Linked DNA regions of Xenopus tropicalis: region 1 is linked to region 2. The links are chromatin contacts, called in public Hi-C maps. All regions are on one chromosome and are shown on one strand. The core of a region is the stretch at or near the end of the contact, and the rest is flanking DNA. Distances in the headings are between cores, read along the strand shown. Region 1 has its middle 6.9 kb from the start of samd11. Region 2 overlaps samd11 (sterile alpha motif domain containing 11).

What was found. A called contact is a pair of places that touch in the nucleus more often than the background predicts.
Region 1: a Hi-C map of neurula embryo shows a contact between it and region 2, with 1.6 times the contacts expected there. The contact joins two enhancer-like sites. A contact is called at or near these places in 2 of 5 Hi-C or Micro-C datasets (gastrula embryo and neurula embryo).

Annotation. Positions count from the first base shown.
Region 1 is chr7:89,101,274-89,108,424 of UCB_Xtro_10.0, reverse strand. It overlaps a transcript of samd11 not described here. Among named protein-coding and RNA genes, the nearest start is that of samd11, 6.9 kb to the right of the region's middle. Within about 2 kb of position 1,669, at least 2 of the 11 cell types and tissues checked have an H3K27ac peak or open chromatin away from gene starts, as enhancers often do. A contact at or near this core is called in neurula embryo, where this site is marked.
Region 2 is chr7:89,061,090-89,068,268 of UCB_Xtro_10.0, reverse strand. It overlaps samd11 (sterile alpha motif domain containing 11), which reads left to right. Exons shown (of 10, transcript NM_001102935.1): 8 at 2,781-2,905; 9 at 5,565-5,675; 10 at 7,153-7,179. Among named protein-coding and RNA genes, the nearest start is that of samd11, 33 kb to the left of the region's middle. Within about 2 kb of position 3,303, at least 2 of the 11 cell types and tissues checked have an H3K27ac peak or open chromatin away from gene starts, as enhancers often do. A contact at or near this core is called in neurula embryo, where this site is marked.

The DNA of each region.
Region 1 (7,151 bases), core at 420-2,919, 42 kb before region 2:
CATAGTAAATGTGAATGTTGAATATGAATGTTTTATTTGCTATGACTTTTCTTGCAATTCTGATAATTATTAATGTTCCTATGTCCAAGAGATTATTAGTTCATTAGCTACTGTGTTCAGCTAAAGCAGCACTCTGCCTTTAGAAAGCCTTTACTGTAACTTATATACCATACTTCTTATTGTTAGGTGTTATAAATCAGTAATTCATTAAAGGGGATGTGAGTTAACTTTTAGTATGATTTAGAGAGTAATATTCTGAGACAATTTGCAAATGGTTGTTATTTTTATTTTTTGTAGTTTTTTAGTTATATCACTTTTTGTTCAACAGCTCTCCAGTTTGGAGTTTCCAAAGTCCAAAATACCTCAGCAACCAGGGACTAATTTGAACAAGAATCTGGTATATGAATAGGAGAGGACTTAATTAGAAAATAAGTTATAAAAAGTAACAATAACAATAAAACTGTAGCCTCACAGAAGAATAGTTTTTTGGCTGCCAGAGTCAGTGACCCCCATTTGAAAGCTGCAAATGGTTAGAAGAATAATAATTCAAAAACTGTGAAAAATAACGAATGATCATTTAAAAAGTTGCTTACAACATGCTAAAAGTTAACTTAAAGGTGAACCAACCTTTTAAACAATGGAAATGCTCTAATTCCAACCACCCTACCACTAGGGGAGTATTAAAATTCCACTCAGGCAGGTGGCATTGAATGTAATATACACTTTTTTTTAATAAAGGCAGGAAATACATTTTTAACATGAGTATTTATTTCCATGCCAATGTCTATCCAGTAACCACATAGCTGACATATCACATTTTGGCTTCATTCTCAAAGACGGTGTGTTTGGCAAACATTGACACTGGAAATAACAAAATATAAGGCAAACAAATATTAATTTAAATGAGTTTTAGTTCCACTACTGGTTTAACTGTACAGAGTACATAAAGGCTTGGGCCCCTCCCCTGCTACTGACAAGGTGTGATCCAGATCTATCTTTAGTAGGTGTCAGTTGGGGTGGTGACTGGCCTAGACCCACAGAGCAAGAGATAGAAGTGATACTGTGATGAATAGGAAGCATAATAAGAAAATATGGTAACAGTGACATTTAATAACAGCGTTACCCACACTGTAGCTGTAACCCAACATTTGTTGTTGAATTAGAACTCCCAGCAGTGACCAACAGCTGAAAATGTGAGTATGTAGGAGTTGTAAGTGGGTCTCAGATCTAAGTGTTATAAGGCTGCTGACAAAGCAAAGGGGCACATCAGCCCTATCCATAAAATTGGACCATGTATTTTACTTGTAAAAATAGTATACTTATCCAAGTATCAACATTTTACAGTACAAATCTCTCTCTCTCTCTCTCTATATATATATATATATGATGATGATGATGATGATGATGATATCTGGAAGTTTGTTTTGATTTTTTTTTTTAAATGGATTTTCTTGTACTTTATTGGAGTAAAACTGACACCTGTTTTGTGAAGTCCCCTAAAAGAGTATTTCTGCCTCTTGTGTATTTAGATTACAGGTGCCTAAGGAAAAGTGTGTGCTGGGTGTTATCTGTGGGAAGGATGAGATTAGCATGTGATAAGACTCAAGGTGCAGTGCTGGCTGAAGCTCAGGGGTTTAGCTGGAGAGAGAGGGGATGAGCTGAGCACAAGGCTCTGTTTAATCTTAATTGGAGAGGACACACAAAGGGATGAGGCAGCCCAGGCTTCTTGACAAAACCAGGCCAGGAAGCTGCAGGTTTGCACATTAAACAAAGATTTAGAAGCCTCTTAAAGCGGCTCGAAGTATCTCTGTAAACAAGCACAATCCTGGCCATCCACTTTAGCTAATTCACCCTGCCCAAAGAGGGGGAGAGTGAGGCACACAGCAATTTTGTTTCCCTAATTTTGTTTCACTTTGTGTGCATTTGTGACATTTTAACCCTGCAACTGATTACAGCTCTCCATAGCTGCTACTGTTCTATATTCCAGTTTTATCACTTATGTTACTAAATACTGAGGAGGAGACCTACAGATATAAAGCACCAAACCCTTACCACACATAAGGAACAGAATTCAGTGGCCCACTGACCGTGCTTAAAATACAGCATCTTCAACAACACCTCAGTGAGCACAACAACTACAGTCTGAAAATATTATTGCTTTGTAAAGCCAAGGGAGCATTGTGCCATTTTCCAGAATAAATTTGGCAACAAGAGCCACTGTTTCAGTGGAGTTAATAAGTGATCTTTCATTTTACCTCAGCAGAGTAAACAGTTTTGCAGCTGCTACTGATATTAATAACATGCAGATAAATAAGGATCACTGAACTGTTATATGCTTTACTGAAAATAAATTGCTATATAAGATTAAAAAACAGATTAAAAAACATTTAATTATTATTCCCATTTATGAATAAATGTTGTAATGTAGACCTGTTCTATATTTCAGTGCTATAAATCACTTACCCTTTCTGCTCTGGGAGCTGTCTTTAAATATGACCCTTTCTGTCAGCTAGATGTGTTCCAGCCAACTGAAAGTGTTCATAGTGGAACAGGACATCCTGGTTTCACCTGGAAGACAAAAGGCAGAGTTCTGTTTCATTAGAATTTGGCATGAAGTGGCAACCAAAAGCACCAAATGCAGGAAGCCTGGAATGCTGAGAGTAGGGTACCAGCTCTGAACAAGTACCAGGTCCTTTGTGGTGCTGATTAGCTCAGAAGATAAAACAATTGGCAGAGTTCTTTATTTGGAATAGTTGGACAGTTCATTGCTTAGAGAGTTTGTTTCTAATCTGGAACATATTTATATAAAGGAAAATGTAGTAATATGTATAGGTGTCGCCAGTTATAATCCCTAACAACCAATTAGAAACCAATTAGACTTTATCAGTCTAACATTATTAAATAAGGAACCCATCTGAATGGTGGCTGTGGGTAACTGGATTGGACCAAACATTGCCCATATTAACACATACGGCTTGCTTTACGCAAAAAACAATATTATGTTTTAATAGAAGCTGAAATATTCCATCTGCAGTGCTACATAATGGGACAAGTATAGGAATTTATTAGATTTAAACACCAGCTGATAAGAGCTGATAAGTTTCAGAAAGAAGCATAATGTGAGAGGCAGCTGATCCAGTGAATGGTGAGGGTCACAGAAGTAGTGAGGACACTCAGGTCGTTACTTAAGCACAAGCTAAAAAAAAAAAAATAATAATTTTTATATAGCACTGACATTACACAACACTCTCTGTCCCCGTGGATCTTACAATCTAGCATGAATACCAAGGTTTGGTTGGGTGGGGACCCTACAAATGTTTTGCTATAAAGCGCAGAAACTTTTAGCTTGTCTCCTGTCATGTGCAAACTAGATTGGTAGCTCTTTGCAATAGTCTGTGCTTAAAAAGGTTGTTTGCATGAGTAGTTCCACTCAATAAGTTATCCACATCACAACTGGGCTGGGGTGAATTAAAATTTGGATTCGTTAAATTCTGTTCATGTATCACAGGCTTAAAAACTTTGCTCCCTCAGAGAACCAGCATAGAGGGGGTAGACAGAGCATGAAAGGGAGCAAAAAATCAAGGGACCTGATAAAAGAAAATAAGACAGTACAAAAGCTCTGTGGCAGAGATGTCAAACTCCTGTCCCCGCAGCTGTCTTGAGCTACCCAGGATTTGCCCTCTGGGGTTTCCTCTATGCGGCTCACAGAAACATGAAGGCTATGTTGTGACCATAGCTGTTTGTGTAGTGGGACATGGCCATAAAAAATTAGTGACAATTTGAGTGAGAGGCTGTTTACTAACATGGGGCAAATATGGACGTTAGCAACCAATCAGGTGTTTGTTTCAATTATTTTAACTGCACCTGGTCTGATAAAAAGACTTGCACATTGATTGCTGTTCTGGTGTTGTTCTTATATCAGTTTAAATAACAAATGAAGGCATTTTAACAATATAAAGAGTTTAATGCATGGAAGACAGGGTGCCGCTATGCTGAAGTAATTTGTGATTAAGATGTTGGAGTATGTACAGCTGTAGATGGGAAGTGATGGAAAGAACTGGGAGCCCGAGAGCTGGCAGCCCCTGCCCTTCTAATGGGATGGGTTAGGATTGGTGCTGACAGCAGACCTGTCTGAGTGAGGGCTTATTAAGGCTTTGTGGCTAGATCCCTGAGGTTTGCAGGCTTTCAAGGTGCTGCTCCTGCAAACTGACTTTACAAAGGCAAGACTTCTCGCCTTCTCTCTGCCTTACTGTGCCTTTGAAGCCCTCTTCAGGTGGGTAACTGAATCCAAACTCTCCCTATCTCTGGCTCTACAACTTTCCCTTCATCCAAACAAGTTCTTCTTATTCCTTTGTTTCATTCCTGTGCATCATCTTCATTGTCCATTATTCTATTGAGACTCAGAACACTGGGTATCATGCTGTCAGCATTGCTATAGAGTTTTGTGTTTGGGGTAAGAAAAGACCTTTTAAGTTCTGTCTGCTTTTTAATTACTCACCTACTCCAGTACTGCCTTGGCCTTTCCAGCATTTAACCCATTGGGGGGGGGCTTGCTTTAAAGGCCTTTGTTGTGAAGAAGTGCTTAGGTAAGTCATTACACTCAATTAGGTTTTTTCTCAGGAGCTTGGCATTGCTTGGATTTGGTACAGAATAATCATAGAAGGATTTATGCTGAGAAGGAAGGACAGGCTTGGGTGCTAGTTCTTCTGTGTGATGCACTAAACTTATATTGTATGTACTGTATATGTTCTTCTGCTGTTCTGCACTGAACACTGAATGCTAATGTACAACAGTATGTTTTTAAATGTGTTAATTATATTGGAATGTAATTGTGAGGGGCTTTTTTTTATTAAAGATTTGCACATGTTTTGCTTATGCTGTTTTGTGCAATTTGCATTGCATATATCCCATTATAGGCATGCTGTTTAAGGTAAAACTGAGCATGCTGGGATTTGTAGTTGCATAAGAATCTTGTCTTATTTATTCAGTCTTATTTTCTTGGGATAAATTAAAATTGTTTTCTGCTCTGGATATGAGAAACCTGTGGCTCTCCATTTGTGACTGAACTCCCAAGAATTATAGTTAAAGAAAGGGTTGACGGCCTGCAGGTTTAATATTTCTACTTATTTCAGTCAGGGTTAATTATGCTGTGATTGAACGGCAGTAAAAGTGCCTCTCTTTCCTACTCATTACACTTTCAGTCACACAGTGTGGGACCCCCCAGCATGTTAATAGGGCAGTTTCCTGGGAGAGTACCTGTAGGAGGAGTGTTAATATGCTGATTGGCATCCCTTGTATGCCTCTGGCACACGCACCACCTGCATAGTCTCCCACTTCCATGGTTACACCTGCCTTGCACTACTCTGTGCTATAAACCTGTAGAAAATATGATTGTTCTTTTATTTTGTTCCATTAAGCCTTGTTGTTGATTTTACTTACTGCTGTTCTTCAAATGTGTATGATTTAAATTATTCTTCATTTTTGGCTCTCCATGAACCCTCCTTAGCACATACTCTCTCTAACAGTATCTCTCTCGCTTCTACACCTTCACTCCCTTCCAACCACCCCCAGTGTGTTTCTCTCAATCCCCCCCCCCAGTGTGTTTCTCTCAATCCCCACCCCCCTTCTCTCTGTGGTCCTCAGGAAGAAGACAGTTTGAAAGCTTTCCGCTTTGCTCTGGGCAGAGTCTATGCTCTTAAAGCCAATCAGTGCCGGCGCTTCAGCCCCAGTGGGGCTCGGCAAACATTAGATCAATAAGTTATTAGCACCATTCTGTCAGCTGTAATGTGGAGATTGATTGTGCGGGAGCCCTGGTTCGCCGGTTGCCACTTCCCCAGACTGATGAAGATGACAGATTAAGGGAATAAGAGAAAGGAATTAAGAGGTCTGTTTCGTCCGACAAGTTGCGGGCAGGAGAAGTGTTGGCACCTTTAAGCAAAGCCTAATGCCAAGTTCTGTTGTGTGCATTTTAGGGTGCTTAACACTGTGGCAGGCTCAGTGGAAGAGCTCTCTAAAGTCACTGTGGTTAAGTACTGCCTCATTAGCTGGGCAGAGGGAAGATATGCTGCCGCCTTCTAATACTTTAGCTCCTGCAGTTGTGTTTGCCCTGCAGGTTGCTCTTTAATAGCACAGAGAGTTTCAGAGACAGCACAAAAAGACGACACAGTGGGAAAAGAGGGAAGGCGGACGAGACAAAGAAAACATAAAAAGGATGCAAGGGATATGTTGAGGAAAGCAAAGAGTGAAATTGGACATTTAAAGGAAGGATCTAGTTAGCTAATACATGGAAATAAGACCTTTTTTGCATGGATTTTGTTGTTCAAAATATTTGTTCTTAGGCACAAAATCTAGTGAAAAGGTCTGTTTGATGACCAGTTTAAAAAGTTATACACATGTTCCTTATGAGCATTAAGCCTTCAGTCAAGCTGCAACCTAGTGTAGCAATATATAAAAACAAATCTGGGTCTCAGGCTAACTGAACTAGACATTTGATGCTCAAAGACTGAATTGGCTTAGTTGTTCAGCTACTTCCATGGGTGCAAACATAATGGGCAGGGATAATAAAACTAGGCTAACCACCAAGTTGCTTTTCCATTGATCTGCAATTTGCCTTGCATGTCTCCTCCTGTGTATGGAGCTGATAGACTGACACCTGGGTATCCCTGACTTCTATGCAACAGATTTACAAATATTATACAATTTTATTGAAGGTAATTTTCCATGGGCATTTTCTGGCCAGAGAGTCCTTTCTGAGGCTGGGGAACTGGGGCAAATTAGGGTCTGTGCCAGACCCTAATTGCAGGTGTAGAAATGCAATTATGATGATATAGTAGTGAGCCTGGTGATGTGTGGACATTGGGATTCTGTAATAACCCAGCTCTCTACACATAAAGGATTTTTTTTTACAGCTGACCCTTTGGGGGTCGAACGACCCTTTCACAGGGGTCCCTTAAGACCATCGGAAAATACATATTTCCAATGGTCTTAGGAATAATTTTATGGTTGGGGGTCACCACAACATGAGGAACTGTATTAAAGGGTTGCGGCATTAGGAAGGTTGAGAACCACTGCTATAACTCTACCAACTGTAATGGAAAAATAGCCCTAGCTGATCTAGCGCTGTATACATATATTCTGATGTTTTGGCATGT
Region 2 (7,179 bases), core at 2,054-4,553:
ATTTCATAAACCAAAGCATTTCCTTTTCCTTTCCTTTCCTTGATTTAGTGATAACTGGATTTGGAGAGTTTTTTTTTTTTTTTTTTAACTTTGTGCATATTTTCCTTTAACACCAAAACAAGATATTACAAAAGAGAATTTGACTCCTATTTATTCTGTAATTATGCAATGTGAATGGCTGTCGCAATAAATGGTCTGAGAATTTAGAGGATAAATCATTTGGCCTTTGTCCACATTACAAACTTTATTCTGCCAGCCCTGTGCCTTCTAATCTTACCCCTGTATTGCTCGCATTGAGGCCCAGCTGGCACTGGGTGTTGGGGAAGGCATACCAAGGGTCTGAAAACTGTATATCTGTTATGAAAAAGCTCTTGGTGCCAAACACATCAATTTAACACAAGCTGAGAAACACACCAATCTTTGCAGGCCCATAGTTTAGGGTTACCAGATTTGGAAATTCAAATGAACTGTACTGATTGCAATGTAATTTAAATGTAGTCAGCCCTGCAATATGCATTCATTGAACTACAACTCTCTGGTCTCCCTACAGTCTGGCTGTTGGTGGGAGGGTTATAGTCTGATATTGACAATTGCTGTACAGTTCCAGAAAAATGGTTTAGTTCTCACAGGGGCCGTCCAGTGGCCTTTGCCATCCTGATGTGGCCTTCCAGTTGTCCAACACTTACCTTTCCGAGCATTGGAGCAGGTTAAGGGGGGACACATTGCTAGTACAATTGTGCTCTCTACAGAGCTAAAATTCCATTTTAAAAGGTGAAATTTTGGCTCTGGAAGTTACCAGGGTCAGCTTTTTTCCCGCAACCGGTGACTTGCCACATGACAGCAGCACCCCTGTAAAAAAGAGACAGAAATAGCTCCAACTGTTGATGATGATGAATATTTCCTTTAGATGATACTGTTTCTGTGGGCTCAGGATGGGTTCTATACTTTTGATGACACAAGTCAGCTGCTTCTTGGCTTTATGAGGTCTGTCTGACTTATACCTGGCCAACAATAGAGCAGATATCGAACAGCTTTAAAAATCCCATTGGACAAGGAGTGCATTGCTGCATTGATACAATCCATCTAGTGGGCCTCTGTAGTCCCCAGTGCATATGGGTGGCCAAATCTGGCATGGGTCTGCTTGTTTAGCCATACTCTCAACCACCTTACGTATACTAAAAATAATGTCTAATATTATCAAGAACATATTATGGTCGAAGGGCATTTTCTAGTGTTGTGGAGCCCAGGGTAAATGCCCTCTATGCTCTGCCTTAATATAGATATTTTGTGGCACAGCAAGGTATGAGCTTACTGCACAACCCTTTGGAAACTGCTTTTCCCTGTTTTACTAATTAAACCAATTGAGCTCTGAGCCTTTGCAGAACCTGTTGGGCAGCACAGCTCCTATGGCTCTGGCTGTCAGGGGACATTGGAACCAGACTGGGCCTATCACTCTCCTGAGACAACAGACCATCTCCAGCAGGGATCGAAGGAGCATATTTCATGCTTTCTTTGAAGGGGTTAAAGGCCAGTTACTTAATGATAAAAACCTCCAGCGCAGGGATGACTTTAGGGACCCTGGAGCCCTTTAAAGCTGGGGCTAGGGCAGCCTGCGCAGCTGTGCATCCTGTCACCGTGCTGTAATACTGCCTGACCTCTGCGCTCCATGTGTCTGCATAGCTATGAGCTCTGGGAGGGTGAGGGGAAGGGAGGGAGGGAGCTGTTTATCAGTGCCAGCTCTGGCCTCCATCCTGTCTGTCTCTAACTCTCCATGACTGACCTTGTCTTCCCTCCAGTGTGTGAGATATGGGACTGCCAGCAACTGCTTCCCCTCTCCTCTCCTCACACACCCCAGGGACAGCTCAGGAAGCTGAAATCCTTTATATCGATCTCAACCCTGAATACAATTAACACAACCTGGCAGGAGCTGGCTTTCATTGCAGCCTGCTTCACCCCTACATATCTGCACTGCCACTCAACATTGGGGGATTTGGTCACTACTGGGGTCCTGCAAAATCCTTTTGACGTGTTTGGTAGAAGTGAAAGGCCCTTTGACCTGTCTTTAGGTTAAAATATTGCTTCCAAGTGCTTTACTCATTATGAGGTCTATAGAGATGGAGAGCTTATGCATTTGTGTCAGTGACGTTAATTGCAGGTGGAATTGTCAGCCTCCATTCCGAGCTACTTCTCAGACTAACTGACAACTCTTGCTTCTTCGTCTCCGTTCTGCCAGACATTGTGGCAACTTATTGGCTGCGGAAGTGGCTAATTGGGATGCTGTTCCCAACTCTAGCTACCTACCTTTTCAGGGAGAGGTTGGCCTTGGAAAGCTAGTGTCAGGGTCTGACCTCAGGCAGTGCATGGATTAAATGAGCTGAATTCATTTATCGTTCCCTCGTCAAACCCATGAATCCACACTGACCTCTCCTTTTCCTGCTTGGTTAGTTACACACACATGAAACCTTTTACATGTTGGGGTGCCCGGTTTGTCCCAGTGCTACAGTTTGCTGGGACAGCCTTGCAACCCTTTCAGTGTTCAGAGGGATCCAGCAAGGGAGGATTGTGGGAGTCTGTGCCCTGCATGGTGTTGACAGGTCATTAAAGATGGATGTTAGACTAAAGAATATATTCATCTTGCTGCCTTCTTGTTTTCTTTATGGGATTTTAATGATTAATGCCTTCTTTTCTCCCTCTCCCCTGTTTCCTCACACAACCTCCTCATCTCTTTCTCCCCTTGTCTCTCTGTTCTCTTCACCTCCTCATTTATCTGCTCATCTCAGGTGCCATGGGGGGGCTCTTCCTGGATGGGGAAGAAAGTGTTGTGCTGGAGGACCTCAGCAAATGGACAGTAGAGGATGTGTGCAGCTTTGTGGGCAGCCTGTCTGGCTGCGCTGAATACACACAGGTAATCATCCATTTCTTCTATCCAGCCATTTTCTCATCTTAAATATATATATATATATATATATATATATATATATATCTCAACCCCTTTCCATCCCCATCATTCTGCCCTCACTCCACATGGTTGCTTTGCTGTCTCATTATATATTTTTATTTAAATTCCCTTCATGTTACTCTTCTTCCTGGCCGCACACCACTCAATTTTCTCTTTATTGCGCTGCCTATTTTGTTCCTCATTAGGATAAGGTAGCTAGAAGTCGCTCATTAGAGGCTAGAGAATGTCCTTTCACTGTCTTTCTATCCCTCCCCTCATTTCTGCTTCGGGTCTGTGCCACAGTGGGAGAGAAGAGTCTGTGGCTGTTTTTCCTTTTCCCCTGTGCTAATCCCCTCGTGACACGCTTCATTAAAACCACCTGCACCGCCACACTTCCCCTCCCCGCAGATGGGAACAAGCACAGGAGGCTGTGTGTGCTACACAGGCATGGAAATGCCTTGAAGAAAGGAAGGAGAAAAGCTAGAAGGGGGTTGGTAAAGTGTGGGTAAAATGGAGGAATTCTATGGAAACTGATGAGGGGAGAGAAGTATTTTGGGAGGTAAGCCAGGGAGGGAACTGTGAAGGGGAGTGTGAAGAGACAAGGGTAGCGCTGTGGTGTCAGAAAGCATGTTTGAATATATGTGCTGTTTGATGGCCAATGTATGAAGACATGGTCTGCGTAGTTATACAGTTCCAATCTAACAGTCTGGTTAAGCATATAGCTTCCGTCTTTTCTGTGCATTCAACGTGCTGCTCTGTAATCCGTCCAAATGACTGGACCGTAAAGGAGGCCTGGCCAGAATTTTTACATGGAGACCCGCAGCAAAAGGGCTGTAGACTGGTGTTGCAGACTCTCTGGGCGATTTACAGTGGAAAGAGCTCCCATGCTTTTAATTGCACATTTCATTCACATAGATGTGTTTGTGTGTATCATAAGCTGTATTTAATGTGGTTAATATCAGGTCTAGATCTAATGGTTTTATTTAGTGTTGGTCTCCCTCCCAATGGGCACAGGCCAACAGAGATGAACTGGGCCACTTGACACCTGAGGTGCCATGTAGGACACCATGTGACAATGCATCTGAGCGCAAGCTCTAAGCAAAATAAGAAAAATATTAAATGAGAACTATGGCTAAACAAATGTTACTTCTTTGTAAGGTTATAATGTAGAATTTACATTATTTAAAAACAATGTTTTTACAGTGTCCTTTTGCACTGTTAATGGTATGATGGTACTAAGTAATGCCCTACATATATGGTATTAAGCATCCTTGTGCGTGTGTGTGAGGCATTTAGTACTCCTTAGTGCAAAAGCATTAAGGGGTGCAAGAGCAACTTATTGACTTGCAACTTATGATGTGGGTAGGGCGTGTGCCTGTGTGTCTCACTCAATCCGCCCCTCATAAACACAGCACTGCCAAACACTGTGCCTTCGAGTCTTTTTGCTTTTAGTCAACCACAGTGTGCCTTCTGCTGCTGTCTTCTGTACTGGGGGTTTGTTTAATGAATGATTATGGTAACATTTGGCCCAGTTGTTTACCCCAAGAGCCAAAGCACAAGGGCACATACAAATCATTTCTGTGCATGAGTACATTCATGGCTATATTTGTCAGAGCTGCATGGGACTCTGCATGGGTACTTACTAGGTTATTGGCACAAGCAGTTCATTTGATAGTTAATATGAAACAACAAGAATGCTGAGCATTCAGACAAAAGAAAATGTGCCCATTGGCATGGCCAGTATCATAATTTTTGGTACAATCCTGAGAGATGCACAACAGATATTTGGGCTAACCTTTAATTGACTGAATTGCAATTGGTGTTTATCCAGTTTTATTATATATTTCTATACAGCAAGATGCAATATTAAGTAAATACAGTAATGGATGCAAAGTGCATGCCCATATCAGAATACTGCTTTTTAAAAGTTTCCCAGTAAATGTTACTTGCTAACACAATCAGAGGGCATAAGGATGGGTGGTGGCCACCTTGTATGACGTGATCAGTGATATTCTATAACAATTAGCAATTTGTTTTTTTTTATTATTGCTTAGCATCGGTCCATCTATAACACAATAAAAGTTTATTTAAAGATGGACTTCAAGTACTCTCCAAGTAACAGATTCAGAGAAACTATGGAGAAAGAAAGCAAAGCATACAAAATATAGACTCTCACTTCTCATTAGACCAAGGGAAAATTAAAATGAAGATATTGTGGACTATTAAGCTGGCCATACAGTAAAAGATCTGCTTGTTTGGTGAACTCTCCAATATGCCCACCTTGAGATGTGGATGCAGCCATTGGAACGAGGACCATATCACCAAGCCAATACAGTCCTCATTCTTGGGATCTTTAAACCTGCCAGATATTAGTCGGGTAGGCCAGCCTGAGTGCTCCAGATACAGGCAGATAAGATGCAGACTCAGACTAAAGGGGCAAATTGGCAGCTAAAATCTGCCCGTGCAGTGCCACTCTGCACCTTTAGTTTGTGCCAGACCCTGTACCAGAAACATGAGCTGTGCTGATTAACAAAACACATTGTTATAGACCAGAATTGGAGCTTATATTTGAGTTAATGATAGTTCTAATGATCCGTTTTACAAGTGAAACCCTGTCTCTTTGCAGGTATTCCGGGAGCACAGTATAGATGGTGAAACACTGCCTTTGCTGACTGAAGAACACTTATTGAACAACATGGGACTAAAATTGGGCCCTGCATTAAAGATCCGAGCACAGGTACAAACATTTCAATAACACCTATACAAGTAGAATGCTTTAGAGCAAATGTTTGTTATGACTGGAGGACCAATATATATACATATATTGTGTATGTATTGTCTGTATTGGTTTTTAAATAATATGTTGCTTGCAAAACTTCCACAAAAAGAAATGGAAGAATATTTAGCCTGTGAGCTATTTTGTGCAATGCTGGGTTTTGCTTGCTCACAGTCTGTGGCTTTAGATTCTATGACACACTTGCACGCTAACAGAACCTAATAGGATTGTGCTATGGCCTGCAGGCCTTATAATAAAGTGGTAACTGCAGTTTATGGCTTTCTCTACAGCCCTGGCTGTTTATGACGGGTGTAATAAAAAGGTTCTTTGGCCAATTGTTCCCCCTGGATCAATTCGTTAGAAATGTGCTGCGGTTTGAGCAGAGCGAGGAGGGGGCAGGATAGCAGGTTTACTCTCCAAGGCCACGTTATTGCATTGGGGGAGGGGAATCAAATTGTAGGGTGTGCGTGCAGAAATCTATGCTGCAAGGCCTTCACACTGGTCCTGTCCTTTAATACACATTAGTGTGGGCTAAAGTTCATGTAGTGTGGGTTAATAGCCTAGTAGATATATTGCGCTGGTGCCAAACAGCCAGTATAAAGCCAACTCATTCAACTCTTTAATGGAATCACTTCCCAAAGTGGCAGCTGGATCACAGCAAAAAGGTTCTTCCCTGCCCATTTTTGGGTTATATTGTCAGTGCAGGCTGACTTTATACAAATTCTTTTTAGAAAACCCTAATCCTCTCTCTCACCCAGTGAATGGGTTAATGAGAACTAGCGGTAGCAACCTTTGAATCAGTTTAACTGCTTGTGCCAGAGATCTGCATTTCATCTTGTCCAAGCACATGTTCTTCCTGGTACAGCGTCAACCCATAAACATCAGAAACCCACCCATAACACCGAGGCTGCAAAGACTTTTGCAAGTCAAATGCCTTAAAGGAGAAGTAGACCCAAAAATTACAGCTTGATTAAATTAATTTTCCTGTTTCCAAATGTATTTTTCATTAATGTTCCCAATCTTTTAAATAAATAATGTGGCAAATCAAATGCATTTCATTGTCAGTGTTGCAGTCCTGTATTCCCTGCAAAGCACTCTTGCATCAGTTGTACATCATATAATAAGTAGAACCCCAGTAGATTGCGAATAGATATGAATCTTTGGAGAGAAAAAAAAACCTTTGCAGACTCTATCTTTAAACTAGTGCTCCCCCCAGATCCCAGTAGATACTTTCATCCTGCCCAGAGTTGCGTTGGGGTTGACTTTGGAGGAAAGAAGATGAGATGGCAAGTTCCTGCAGGTGCCAACAGGGCAAGCAATTTACAGAGATGTCAATAAAGAAAATGTTTTGTCCAGACAATAAGTGACATTCTCATATATGTAGATAAGAAAAAGATTGAGCCTATCCTTACATGTGCTGTCTCATATTCATTTTCAGGTCGCCAAGAGAATCGGACGGGTCCTA